Linked DNA regions of Mus musculus: regions 1, 2 and 4 are each linked to region 3. The links are chromatin contacts, called in public ChIA-PET and HiChIP or PLAC-seq maps. All regions are on one chromosome and are shown on one strand. Each heading gives the region's core, a stretch centred on a gene start, on an enhancer-like site or on the middle of the called end of the contact. The rest is flanking DNA. Distances are from core to core; before and after follow the strand shown.

Region 1 (2,700 bases), core at 89-2,588, 150 kb before region 3:
GGAATTGAACTCATGACCTTTGGAAGAGCAGTCAGTGCTCTTACCCCCTGAGCCATCTCTCCAGCCCCCCCCCCCGCCCCCTTTTTTTTTTTTGAGACAGGGTTTCTCTGAGTAGTCCTGGCTGTCCTGGGACTCACTCTGTAGACCAGGCTGGCCTCGAACTCAGAAATCCACCTGCCTCTGCCTCCCAAGTGCTGGGATTAAAAGGTAAAGGCGTACACCACTGCCTGGCATTTTTTTTTTTTTTTTTTTTAATTTAGTGATTTGCCTTCTTCCTAGTATTGTGGTACTGCTACTAAGTCAACCTGCCTCCCCCATACTATTAGGCATCGGGTCCTGTGTAGGTAAAGGGGAGATAGGAAGGAGAGCGTGTACACAAGTCATGCCTTGGTCCTGGTTTCAGGTATTAATTGAAGAAACAGATCAGTTGTGGAAAGTTCACTGTCACCGAGACTTTAAGGAAGAAAGGCCAGAAGAGTATGAGTCCTGGAGGGAGATGTACCTGAGGCTTCAGGACGCCAGAGAGCAGCGGCTGCGCCTGCTCACAAACAACATCCGCTCTGCTCATGCCAATAAGCCAAAGGGTAAGGAAGCGCAGCTGAGCCTTCTGTCCAGGCTGCTCCCGAGTGCGGGTTCACAGGCCCCGCAAACCTTAGAAAGCTCTAGACCAGTGGCCATGGGTTGTGACTCCTTCTGGGGGGTTCAAAAAGTCTTTCACAGGGGTTGCCTAGAACCATTGGAAAACACACATAAACTTACATTACCATTCATAACAGTAGCAAAATTATAGTCAGGAAATAACAGTAAAATACTTTTATAGTTGGGGATCACCACACATGAGGAACTGTATTTTTTAAGATTTATTTATTTATTTTTGTGTATGAGTACATTGTTGCTGTCTTCAGACACACCAGAAGAGGGCTTTGGGTTCCATTACAGATGGTTGTTGTGAGCCACCATGTGGTTGCTGGGAATTGAACTCAGGACCTCTGGAAGAGCAGTCAGTGCTCTTAACCGCTGAGGAACTGTATTAAAAGGTCACAACATTAGGAAAGTTGAGAACCACTGCTCTAGACCCTCACATTGGCAGCAGTTCCTTTGAGTATGAAGGTAAATATTGATGTTTGTATTTCTACTCAGGACGACAAGCAAAGATGGCTTTTGTCAACTCTGTGGCCAAGCCACCAAGAGATGTCCGAAGAAGGCAGGAGAAGTTTGGAACCGGGGGAGCAGCTGTTCCTGAGAAAGTCAGGTAAAATCTCTCTGCTGCAAGAGCATTACCCTGAAGGAGAGCTGGGGGGCAGGAAGTGACTCATTTGTGGTGGAGTCACTCAGTGGAGAGTGTTCTTGAGTGGTTACCAGAGCTGTACCTTCCTCTTGGCCTTTGCTTAGGTGATCATTTCTGCTACATGCATGTGTTCTTGTAGGCAGAGAACAGGACCTGACTCAAGAACGGGCCCCTTCTGCATTAATTTTTCTCACTTATACCCCAAAACTGTTTTTATGTTTGAAGATATAGCTATGCCAATAAAATGCTTAAGCCTAGGTTGATTCTCACACCGGTGTTACCAGGCAGATGGCTGGTGTGCACTTGTGATCCTAGTGCTGGGGAGCGAGTCCCCGGCCAGCCTAGCCTGTGCAGTGAGCGCTGGGTCTCAGTAAGACTCTGTCTCATAGCCAGGTAGCTCCTGAGAAATAACAGCCAAGGCTGACTTGGCCTCCACATGAACAGATGCCCTGGTACCCACATCTGCATACATATAAAAGAAAACAAATTTCCAGGGTGACTAGATTTTTTAGGGCACATGAGCATTTCCAAATTATAGACTGACATTTTAACAGGAAAAGCTTAGTGTGACTGTCACTCTCAATAAAGGGCTAACAGCTGTATCTGAATCTTCACCAGCACTCAGTGTACCAGGCCCACTGCACAGAGCCCCAGTGAAGTCACCCAGCAACAGCTCTGTTGAGATTGTGTGCTCCCAGCTAATTGTCAGCTTTGTCTGTATTGCAGGATAAAGCCAGCGCCATATACAACAGGAAGCAGCCATGTTCCTGCCAGCAACAGCAGCAGCAACTTCCACTCCAGTCCTGAGGAGCTGGCCTATGATGGGCCCAGTACTAGCAGTGCCCACTTAGCTCCTGTGGCCAGCAGTTCTGTTTCCTATGATCCCAGGAAACCAGCTGTGAAGAGTAAGCAACTTTGGTGGGAACAGGGCTGTGGGCCAGTAGGGATCCTGACACAGATGTTAACTGAGCCAAGGACAGGCTGGCCCTCCTCAGGTGTTTCGTGTTTATTAGCTCATGGTGAGACCTGTTGCTGCTCTGGGAAGCTGCAGGGTCTGGGTACTATTGAATGTGTGAGTTGGAAAGTTAAATTGTCGGCATTGTGGCCTCAAGAGTCAGCAAAGACTTCTGATTTGCCTCTTAAGCCGCCATGAGCACAGCGGCCAGTCTTGGAAAGCTGTGGTGTCAGAGGTACTGGTGGTTCTGCACCTACAGGGTCTGGTAGAGTCTGCCCCATTTCATGGGGATTCTCTGACAGCTTTTCAGACAGTTCCTGCTAGTCACTTCATTTGTGTGTAGAGTGAAGTACACAGCCAGGGAATACAAACTCAGTCTGGCTTTGCGTGGTGCATGTCTGTGCTACATCAGTCTGAAGCCACTGACTCCTTTGTCTTCACAGAAATTGCTCCGATG
Region 2 (2,700 bases), core at 130-2,629, 150 kb after region 3:
TGTTCCTCCTCCCCCTCAGGATTGTTGACCCAGCAGAAAGTCAGTGTCTGAAGAGAAACTGGGGGCTCCACAGGAGCCAGATCTCTCTTTGAGGATAAGGAACCAGAAATCCTCCACCCGGAGAGGCCATCCTTCAGAGGCTCTTCCACGGTGCCCAAGTCCTCAGAAAATTCCAGGCATGGGAGAGCCTCCTGGAGCCAATCCCCACAGGGCGCCTGGTCCGGCTCCTTTCGGTCCAAACAGCTGGAAGACCCAACTTCATCCTTATATGAGGAGTCCCCTGTGCTGGACCAGCTCCTGTCTGAAGAGTCCCATGCAGAGGAGCCGTCACTCCCAACTGGGGATGTCCAAGGCCCCCCTGAATCCACCCCAGACTCGTCTGTCTCCGAGTGTTCCATAACCCGGGGCTTCTCGCTGATGAAGAGGGGCCGTTCCAGGTAGGGCTGGACGCTGTCACCGTCGTCATCGTAGTCTGTGTCCTCGTCTTCATCCTCAGTACTGTCTCTTTCTGGTCCTGCCTGTAGCGTGGCTGGGTTTCTGACCTGAGGGGCTGGCCTGTTCCTTATGGTCAGTTCCTTCTGGGGACAAAGGATCAAGTCATCAGAGAACTCAGGTCCACTGGGCTGAAAGGTTGCCACTGGGTATCTGTATTCAGAAAAGTCCTGATGTAAGAAAGAGAAGGGAGAGAAGGTGAGTCCAGCTTCTTGAAGCATGACCGGTTGAGCCTGGGGCAATAACAATAGTTCCCTAGCAATAGTCCACACGGCTTCAAGTGGAAGTTATTTCTTTGGGAGCTGTTTCCAGAAAACACCAGGGCCAAGCACCGTGGGGGCGGGGGGAGTTTTGCAGGCTCTACAGGCTTTTGAAACTACTCCCTGCTGTGACACACAGGGAGTCTGTCCTCAAAGCCTCTCACTGCCCACTTGTGGTCCAGCTCCTGTCTAACTTCTCTAGGCCTCTCCCTTCCCCCAGCTAGCTCCCGGATCTGACAGAGGAGTTAGCATCCCGAAACTGGCCTGGTGCCGCTCAGCCTTGGTTAAGTTGTAAACTAAGCATTTGCTGGCTTAAAAGATGCTCCCGGCTGTACCACTTCCCAGCCCACACACTCTGGTCCTCTCTTCTGGGTCTCAGGGCTGCGTGTGCCTCTTTGCACCTGACAACGCCTTAGCAGAAGGTTCGGTGATTCCACGGAAGGGGACTTAGGTATTTCTCCGGGCAGGGGGCGGGGCAGGTTTGTTAGTGGATTTGGGGCTAAAGGTATCCACCCCCTGAAGTGGGGGTCTAGACACCGAGGCAAGATGGGCCAGTTTGATATTCTGTCTGAAGTACTGGAAACTTAGCCCTACTTCCTGCTACTCAACACCTCACTTCTATACACCCCATCATGCCTTCTAGACACTCCAGATATGCCATACCAGTGCCCGGGGCGTCTTCACCCCCTGAAACCAGGGGTTTCCTTTCATTATCTTCCATGCCACACCTGCTGCAACGGCTGCTATCAGTAGAAGCAAGAGTGAGGGCATTGCCAGGACAGCTCTTTTGTCCCCTAGGGAGGAAAGAACACAGTAACTGCTGACAGAACAATGGCCCCGTCCCTCAGTGAACCGAGTGTTTCCGGTGACAGTCCTGCTCAATCCCAGGAGAATAAGACCATTCTAGTGGAAGCCAAGTCTCAAAGAGGTTATGTAAGCTACCTAAAGACACACAGTCACTGTGATAGAGCTGGGATTTCGATCTGTCTGTCAGTTTATACTTTGAACCATTCAATCATGAAACTTCTGGTGTCCCCGGAGTGGCATGGGAGGAGGGAGGGGATGTTCCACTCCAGTGCTGCTCTGCACCCACCTGGAGCCTCTAGGAAGATGCAGCTGGGCTCAGAGAACTGGCTGTACTTAATGTCAATTAAGGTATAGACGGTTCTGGCGCTGAGGCAGTGGCGTCGGCTAGCACCTTGCTGGAGAGGAATCTGCACTGGCTGGCCATAGGGAGTGTCAGGAAACAGGGTCTGTTTGGAGAAGCAAGCGGCAATGAGCATGCGCTGAGCTGACGGATACCGGTGGTGGAAGTGGCCAGGTGAGGTGGGGTAGGGACCACGGAGCTTTCTTTTCTCTTACATTGTAGAGCAAGCACTAAGGGCATTTTCTACAACCTGGTTTCTTCTCAGCCGAATCTCCTCGTGCAGATCGTTGGGGTTCAAAAGAAGCCGGCTACTTTGGGTCACTCCTGTATAGCTCACCAAGGCCGGGGAGGGTCCCCGCTTCAGGAGGAGTTTCTACAGGTTTCCAGCCCTCGGGCCTCCCAGTCCACGGGGATGAGGGTCTCAGTCACCCAGCTCAGTGCCCCAGCTGCCCAGTGCAGTACAGGCAGGGTAGGTGACTAGTGCAAATGGAGATACACCCAGAGTACAAAATGCTTATCGGTTTCCAAAGGTGGAGGAGTAGAAGAGAGCAAAACAGCTCAGCGGTTGTATATGCCATGGGATAAAAGGCAGGGGGATCTCTAGTTCCAGGCGAAATACTAAAGTGGAGCCATGTGGTTCATGCCTACAATACCAACACTTAGGAGGTGGAAGCAGGAGGATCAGGGGTTCAAGGTCATTTTTGGCTATAGAACAAGTTCAAGGCCAGCCTGGGCTTTAGGAACTCCTATCTCAACTACCTCTCCTCCCCGCAAACCTAGCCAGCTTTAACTTAACAGGGA
Region 3 (2,700 bases), core at 100-2,599:
GCATTCCCATCACATCCCCGCTTACGCTAAAATTGTTCAACAGGGTCAGCCATTAAAAATCTGAAATAAAACCATCACAGTATCTACATACTTCATACTTAAGTATTAAAACGACAAAATGGAAAAATTTTTAAGTCGTTAATTAACCACTTTTGTTTTATGCGTAATGACAAAGAGGATACAAAACTCCACAAAACAAGAAAAACCCAAAACCTCAGTTTTTCTTCGGAGTTTATTTTGTACGAACACGAAGAGTAATCCTGTGATAAAAATCTCTTCTGAAAAATTCCGAAGGCAATTCAAAGCAAAGGACAAGCTGTGAAAACAAAGCCCTTTACCAGGCGAGACTCGAACTCCCAGACCCGTCTTCTGAGTGCTGGGGCTACGCCCGGAGACAAGGCGGACTTTTATTAAAAGTACCGCCTCCGTTCACCCAAGTTAATCACGAAGGTCCCTAACGGGAGCGGTCTCTCCAGCACCTCGTTTTCAAAGAGATTTCCGCGAAAACACGTGGATCACTCCATTTAACCGAAAAATTGTTACACTCGCCCCAATCTCCACGACTCCTCTCCCCCACAGCAATCTCGAATCCACTCATCACCATCCACACAGATGGGGGAGATGGAGCTGCAAACCCTCCCCTCCGCTATCCCGTTATCCCACTCGCATCTTTTCCATCTTCTGACTTCGTAGCCCGAGCTGACCTCCGACTCGCGCCGATCCTCCCGCCTCGGCTTCCCCGAGTGCTGGCCTGGGCCGCCCCGCCTGGCAACCCTTTTCCCGTTTTCAACAACAAAAATCCCTTTCAGGCCGAGGGGGGCGTGCACCTCATGGAACGTGGACGTCGGATCCATGAGGGACACACACGTCCGGCCCGCCGGCTCGGCCCAGCCGCCGAGCACGCGGGGGAGGACGGGGCCCCCGAATGCCCGCCACGCGGCCCTCACGCCTGCTCGCTCGCCAGCGCTCGGCCCGGTGTCCGCCCTTGCTCCTGCAGGCCGGCGGCGCGGCCTAGAGCCGGCGCGGGCCCCGCCATCTTCGCCCCGCCCCTCCCCCGCGCCACGGCCGCCGCTCGCCGGGCGCCCGCGGCCTCCCTCCCCCGCGCAGTAGCTGCTCCGGTGCGCTCACCTGGTGTCGTCCGCCACGTTCCTGACGAACAGAGACGTGTTAGGGGGGCGCAGGTATCGGGACATGGTGGCGGCGGGACTCTGGGCCGGCGGCGCTAACGGGCTCGGGCAAACCGTCCGCAGCTCCGGCGGCGGCTCACATCCACTCACACCACACTCGCACAGACCCAGAGGGCTCCGCTACGGCAACTGCCTCTTCTCGCGAGACTTGGCTCCCGCCTCCAGGCCCCCTCCCACCTCCCGCCCCGCAGCACCGGCGGAGGGGGACAACGGCTTTTTCCCGCGAGATCTCTGGGCGTGCGCGCGCCGCCGGCCTGACGCGCGCACCGCGGCCTCGCTGCCGTTCATTGGCTCCAGGCGCGGGCTCCTCCCCTCCCCCTCTTTCTTTCTTTAGCGCTGCGCTTTCCCGCCCTTTCCCGCCCGGCCGAGCCCGCCATCCCTCCTCCTCTCGGCGAGCGCTCGGGTTAAACTACCATGACCGGGCTCGGGAGCCTCGGAGCCAGCTAGAGGCTGCTCCGGAATCCGCTGTTCGGAGTTGCGCCTGGGCTTCTTATCAGATCTCTGGCCAGAGAGAGGAACTTAGAGATTCTTTGTGGGGTTTGGGGGAGGGGCAGAGCTTTCGGCGTGCCGTGCGTGCAACTCTCTGCCTTTGCTGCACATCCGCGTCACCTAGGCACGCAATTCCCTCCCCGTGAGACCCGGGCCCTGCTGTCCTTGTCTCTGTTGCTCACATGCAAGGTGCCTGAACCCCTTTTCCAGCCTTGAAGAGGTGGTGTTTGTCTCTTTGTTGTTTTCTGGGGATCCAATCTAGGTCCTTGGATTTGCTAGCCAAGTTTCTTCCCACAGACCTGCCTGCACCCTAAGACAGACACTGCCCACTCACCCCGGCCCATCGTCCCCCTCTTGCTCCAGTCCCCCTCCAACTTTCAGTCCTCATCATGGGACTCCCCAGCTACAAAAAAACCTTGGCTAGCTGGTTTGCTTTTCTCCCTCTCCTTTTTTCTCCTCTCTTCTCCCTCCCCTCCCTCTCTCTAGCGCCTCCTCCCCTCTATTCCCCACGTTGAGGGAGCGGGCTCAGTGCTTTGTTACTAGTTCCCTCTTTGGCCTCCTAGGGCACCCATACACAAGTGGGCAATACACTTAGATTTTTATTATTGTTTTTGTGTGTGTGGTTTTTTGTTTGTTTGTTTGTTTGCTTGCTTTTCGAGACAGGGTTTCTCTGTACAGCCCTGGCTGTCCTGGAACTCACTTTGTAGACCAGGCTGGCCTCGAACTCAGAAATCCACCTGCCTGTGCCTCCCAAGTGCTGGGATCAAAGGCGTGCGCCACCACTGCCCAGCGCCCTGTTTTTAAATATGGCTTATATGCGTTAATATCTACGGAGTTCAAACTTATGAGTGAGAAGATGCACACATCACTTCCCTCACATACATCACACAGTCTCTGGTAAACATGAGGACTGCGGAGAGAATGAGAGTATGACCAAGAAGAAAAGCAAGAAGTCCAACACCCCTTGACCACCAGGCTTTTGGGCACGTTGTGCAATTTACCAAACAGCAGCTCTGCCAAAGGA
Region 4 (2,700 bases), core at 32-2,531, 170 kb after region 3:
CAGTTTGTCTAGCAAGAGGCCACTCTGTATGTAAGCCCCTTAGTTTTAAGCCATCCGTGAGCCATCCATGAGCAGGACAGGCCCAAAGTTTGAGCTTGGCCACATGGGGAAAGTCACAGTTCAGAGTTGCCACACTTCACAGAGTCTTCAAGGGTTCCAGGGACTGGTATAGCACTGTATAAAATGTCATTCAGTCCTCAGGACAGACTACCCCTTGGGGCAAGGTGTTACCCACAGCCATCATCAAAGAGACACGGCTCAGAGATCAATGTTAACTAAACCAGTTTGTGTCAGGGATGGAACATAATCCCGTGTCCCCCAAGACCCTCGTTAACTCAAAAACACTGCTACAGAGCTGTGAGCTCGCTCAGGGCAGGGGCAGCACTGGTCATGGGCAAACCTAGGGCTCAGCCTTATTCCTCTGCCCTGTGTGTGCCCCTCTGGGGTACTTCTAAAGCAACCTATGAAGTGCTCTGAGCCTCAGTTTCCCTCACTTAAAAATGATGACTGTCTACCACTTAGAGCAGCTGGGTTGAAAACCTTAAGGAGAACACAGTGGCCAGGACAAAGAAGCAACCAAAAATAATATGAACGTTTATGATTGTTTATCGGCTCTAAGAACCCTTCCTGCTCCTTTGACTGCGTCTAGGACTCTGAAGTATGCCCATGGCTTCCTCCCTGGGGAAGTTGATGAGTGGAAAATTGGGGTTCGGTGCTTGGGTCCTGGCCTCGGGTATTCTGTGCCCCGCTGTCTTACCAGATGAAAGACAAAGAGAGAAAATGCCCCGTTAAAGAGTCTCCTAGCAGGGACCAGATCAACCAGAGCTGGATCCCGGCAGCTCCTGTATGTCCCCTATTAAAAGTGTCAATCAGGTATGCACTCTGGGATTCGGTCAACAAATACAGTCAACGCTTTCCGGTGTCTGTGCCTGGAACTCCCGGCCCTGCCTGGAATAAGGAAACCGGGATCCTTTCGTCCAGAAAAGGCCGTCCAAGCTCAGGATTGTTTCACTCTGGGACCAAGCAAACCCGCGGCAAGTGTACAGAATCCCTGAGGCCCAGCACCAAGTCCCCTCTCGGGACCTCGGGTGGGTGGCACATCTTCGCGGTCCCCGCGGTCCCCGCGGTCCGTACTTACCTAGGGCGCTCTGCAACAGGAACAGGAGTAGGGGCGCCCACCGGTCGGCCCGCCACATTTCGGTCCCTGGGGTCCCCGCCGCCCGCCGCAAGGCCCCTGGGCGGCAGGTGACAAGGGCGGCGGCCCAGGGAGGAGGAGCCTCCGGCGGTGCCACCGGTGGGGATTCACCTAGGGCTGCCCCGCGTCGCCTGCCGTGGGTGGGGGCGGGGCTCTCAGTAACATTTTTTAAAAATCAGACAAGAAATCCAGTTCTGGGGTTCCGTTGAGGAGTAAATAGCACCTAGGGTAGAGTTCGAGGAGACTGGCAAGACTCCCGTTTTGCAGGCGGAGCGGGGGATGGCACCCAGCCTGTCTTGCGAGTTTCTTACTGAGTTTCTGCAGGAATTCCCGGCAGGCTTGTTACTCCCCGCCTACATCGCGGTAAAAGCTTGGAGGAGGCTGTCCTAAGCTGCAACGCGGTCTGTGTCGCTACTAACCAGAAAGGACATCGCTTCAGGCTTTGTTTTCTATCCTGGAGCAGGGGACACTTCATTCCACCACACAAACCATTCTAACTAGCCAAGTGGGAAACGCTGGTTTTGTAAACAGAAGGGCCGAAACCAGAAACCTGCGAAACCACGGAAGGGGAAGCGGGATCTTTCTAAATTACTCTCCTTATAGGTAGAGTCGGGACAAGGCTAGGACAACAACGTGTGTGTGTGTGTGTGTGTGTGTGTGTGTGTGTGTGTGTGTGTGTCCTTTTGTGTGTAAGGATTAAGGGTTATGGACTTCATCTTCTGCATTTTGCCTGCACGGAGTGCGAATGGGGAGTTGGGGTGGATACCACATAGGTACATTGATATCTCTATGGAATTGTTGCAGAATACATACAAGATAGAAAAAGAACAAAAGCTGGACTTTTGGAAAGCAGGCCATTAGCTCAGGTTTCTCTTGATCTCCTGGGGGATTCAATAGACAGCTTAGTTTCTGTCTGGGGACCCAACTTTAACTCGAGTTATTTTGATTTGATTTTTTTTTTAAACTCTGCTCTGTTCAGGCCCAGCACAACAAGAGGTGTCTGGGATTTTTTAAACTACATTCGAGAAGCACAAAAACACATCCTAAAATTATGAGCTTTTTAAGGTACACACCTGCAATCCCAGCCCTGGGTTGATAGAGGTTGGGGGACCAGGAGTTCAAGGTTAACCTTGGCTATGTAAGAAATCAATCATTATGATCCATTTTCAGTATAAGGTGTGTTTAGGGCTCGTCAGAGATGGTGGAGGGGCTCTAGGCCCCTTTTTCCTCTGCCTAGCAGCTGGTGTCTGCTTCTCTAGGTATTGTCAGTGTGTTCTAGGGTTGAAAGTTACAGGTAGTCTGCCCGCCTGTAAGCTCACATATCAGAAAAGGAAAGGTTTGTGTCCTGTACCATTTAGATAAGGAATTCCGGAAGGGGACAATACTAGACAGCAGGTAGATTTTAGCTCCCTGAAGAATTCAGCCAATGGGAACCAAAGAGAGCCGAGAAATGAGATTAGGGGCATAAAAACCATTTTTGTGTCACATTTGGTGCCCCAAACATG

What was found. ChIA-PET counts read pairs in DNA pulled down with a chosen protein or histone mark. HiChIP or PLAC-seq counts read pairs in DNA pulled down with a chosen protein or histone mark.
Region 1: an RNA polymerase II ChIA-PET map of effector CD8 T cells shows a contact between it and region 3, with 41 read pairs. The contact joins the enhancer-like site here to the promoter of Srsf10 in region 3. A contact is called at or near these places in 2 of 39 promoter capture datasets (cranial neural crest and stem cell-derived epiblast-like cells), 3 of 115 datasets of contacts at active chromatin or transcription factors (the SCID.adh cell line, effector CD8 T cells and embryonic stem cells) and 3 of 9 other capture datasets (adipose tissue, liver and pancreatic islet).
Region 2: a contact with region 3 is called in an H3K4me3 HiChIP or PLAC-seq map of the 230-238 cell line, with 15 read pairs. The contact joins the enhancer-like site here to the promoter of Srsf10 in region 3. A contact is called at or near these places in 5 of 115 datasets of contacts at active chromatin or transcription factors (the 230-238 cell line, the SCID.adh cell line, bone marrow-derived macrophages and 1 more) and 1 of 9 other capture datasets (adipose tissue).
Region 4: an H3K4me3 HiChIP or PLAC-seq map of bone marrow-derived macrophages shows a contact between it and region 3, with 3 times the contacts expected there. The contact joins the promoter of Ifnlr1 here to the promoter of Srsf10 in region 3. A contact is called at or near these places in 1 of 39 promoter capture datasets (the SN4741 cell line), 1 of 484 Hi-C or Micro-C datasets (nephron progenitors), 5 of 115 datasets of contacts at active chromatin or transcription factors (bone marrow-derived macrophages, embryonic stem cells and pancreatic cancer cells) and 3 of 9 other capture datasets (adipose tissue, liver and pancreatic islet).

The regions. Positions count from the first base shown.
Region 1 is chr4:136,005,664-136,008,363 of GRCm38.p6, reverse strand. Eloa (elongin A) reads left to right here. Exons shown (of 11, transcript NM_013736.4): 8 at 404-584; 9 at 1,141-1,252; 10 at 2,015-2,193; 11 at 2,687-2,700. Among named protein-coding and RNA genes, the nearest start is that of Eloa, 15 kb to the left of the region's middle. Within about 2 kb of position 1,338, at least 22 of the 459 cell types and tissues checked have an H3K27ac peak or open chromatin away from gene starts, as enhancers often do. A contact at or near this core is called in effector CD8 T cells and liver, where this site is marked.
Region 2 is chr4:135,703,015-135,705,714 of GRCm38.p6, reverse strand. It overlaps Ifnlr1 (interferon lambda receptor 1), which reads right to left. Exons shown (of 7, transcript NM_174851.3): 5 at 1,846-2,005; 6 at 1,416-1,546; 7 at 1-662. Among named protein-coding and RNA genes, the nearest start is that of Ifnlr1, 18 kb to the right of the region's middle. Within about 2 kb of position 1,379, at least 22 of the 459 cell types and tissues checked have an H3K27ac peak or open chromatin away from gene starts, as enhancers often do. A contact at or near this core is called in the 230-238 cell line, where this site is marked.
Region 3 is chr4:135,854,720-135,857,419 of GRCm38.p6, reverse strand. Srsf10 (serine and arginine-rich splicing factor 10) reads right to left here and starts at 1,349. Exons shown (of 6, transcript NM_001080387.2): 1 at 1,129-1,349. The coding sequence starts at 1,193.
Region 4 is chr4:135,685,038-135,687,737 of GRCm38.p6, reverse strand. It overlaps Ifnlr1 (interferon lambda receptor 1), which reads right to left and starts at 1,281. Exons shown (of 7, transcript NM_174851.3): 1 at 1,139-1,281. The coding sequence starts at 1,196.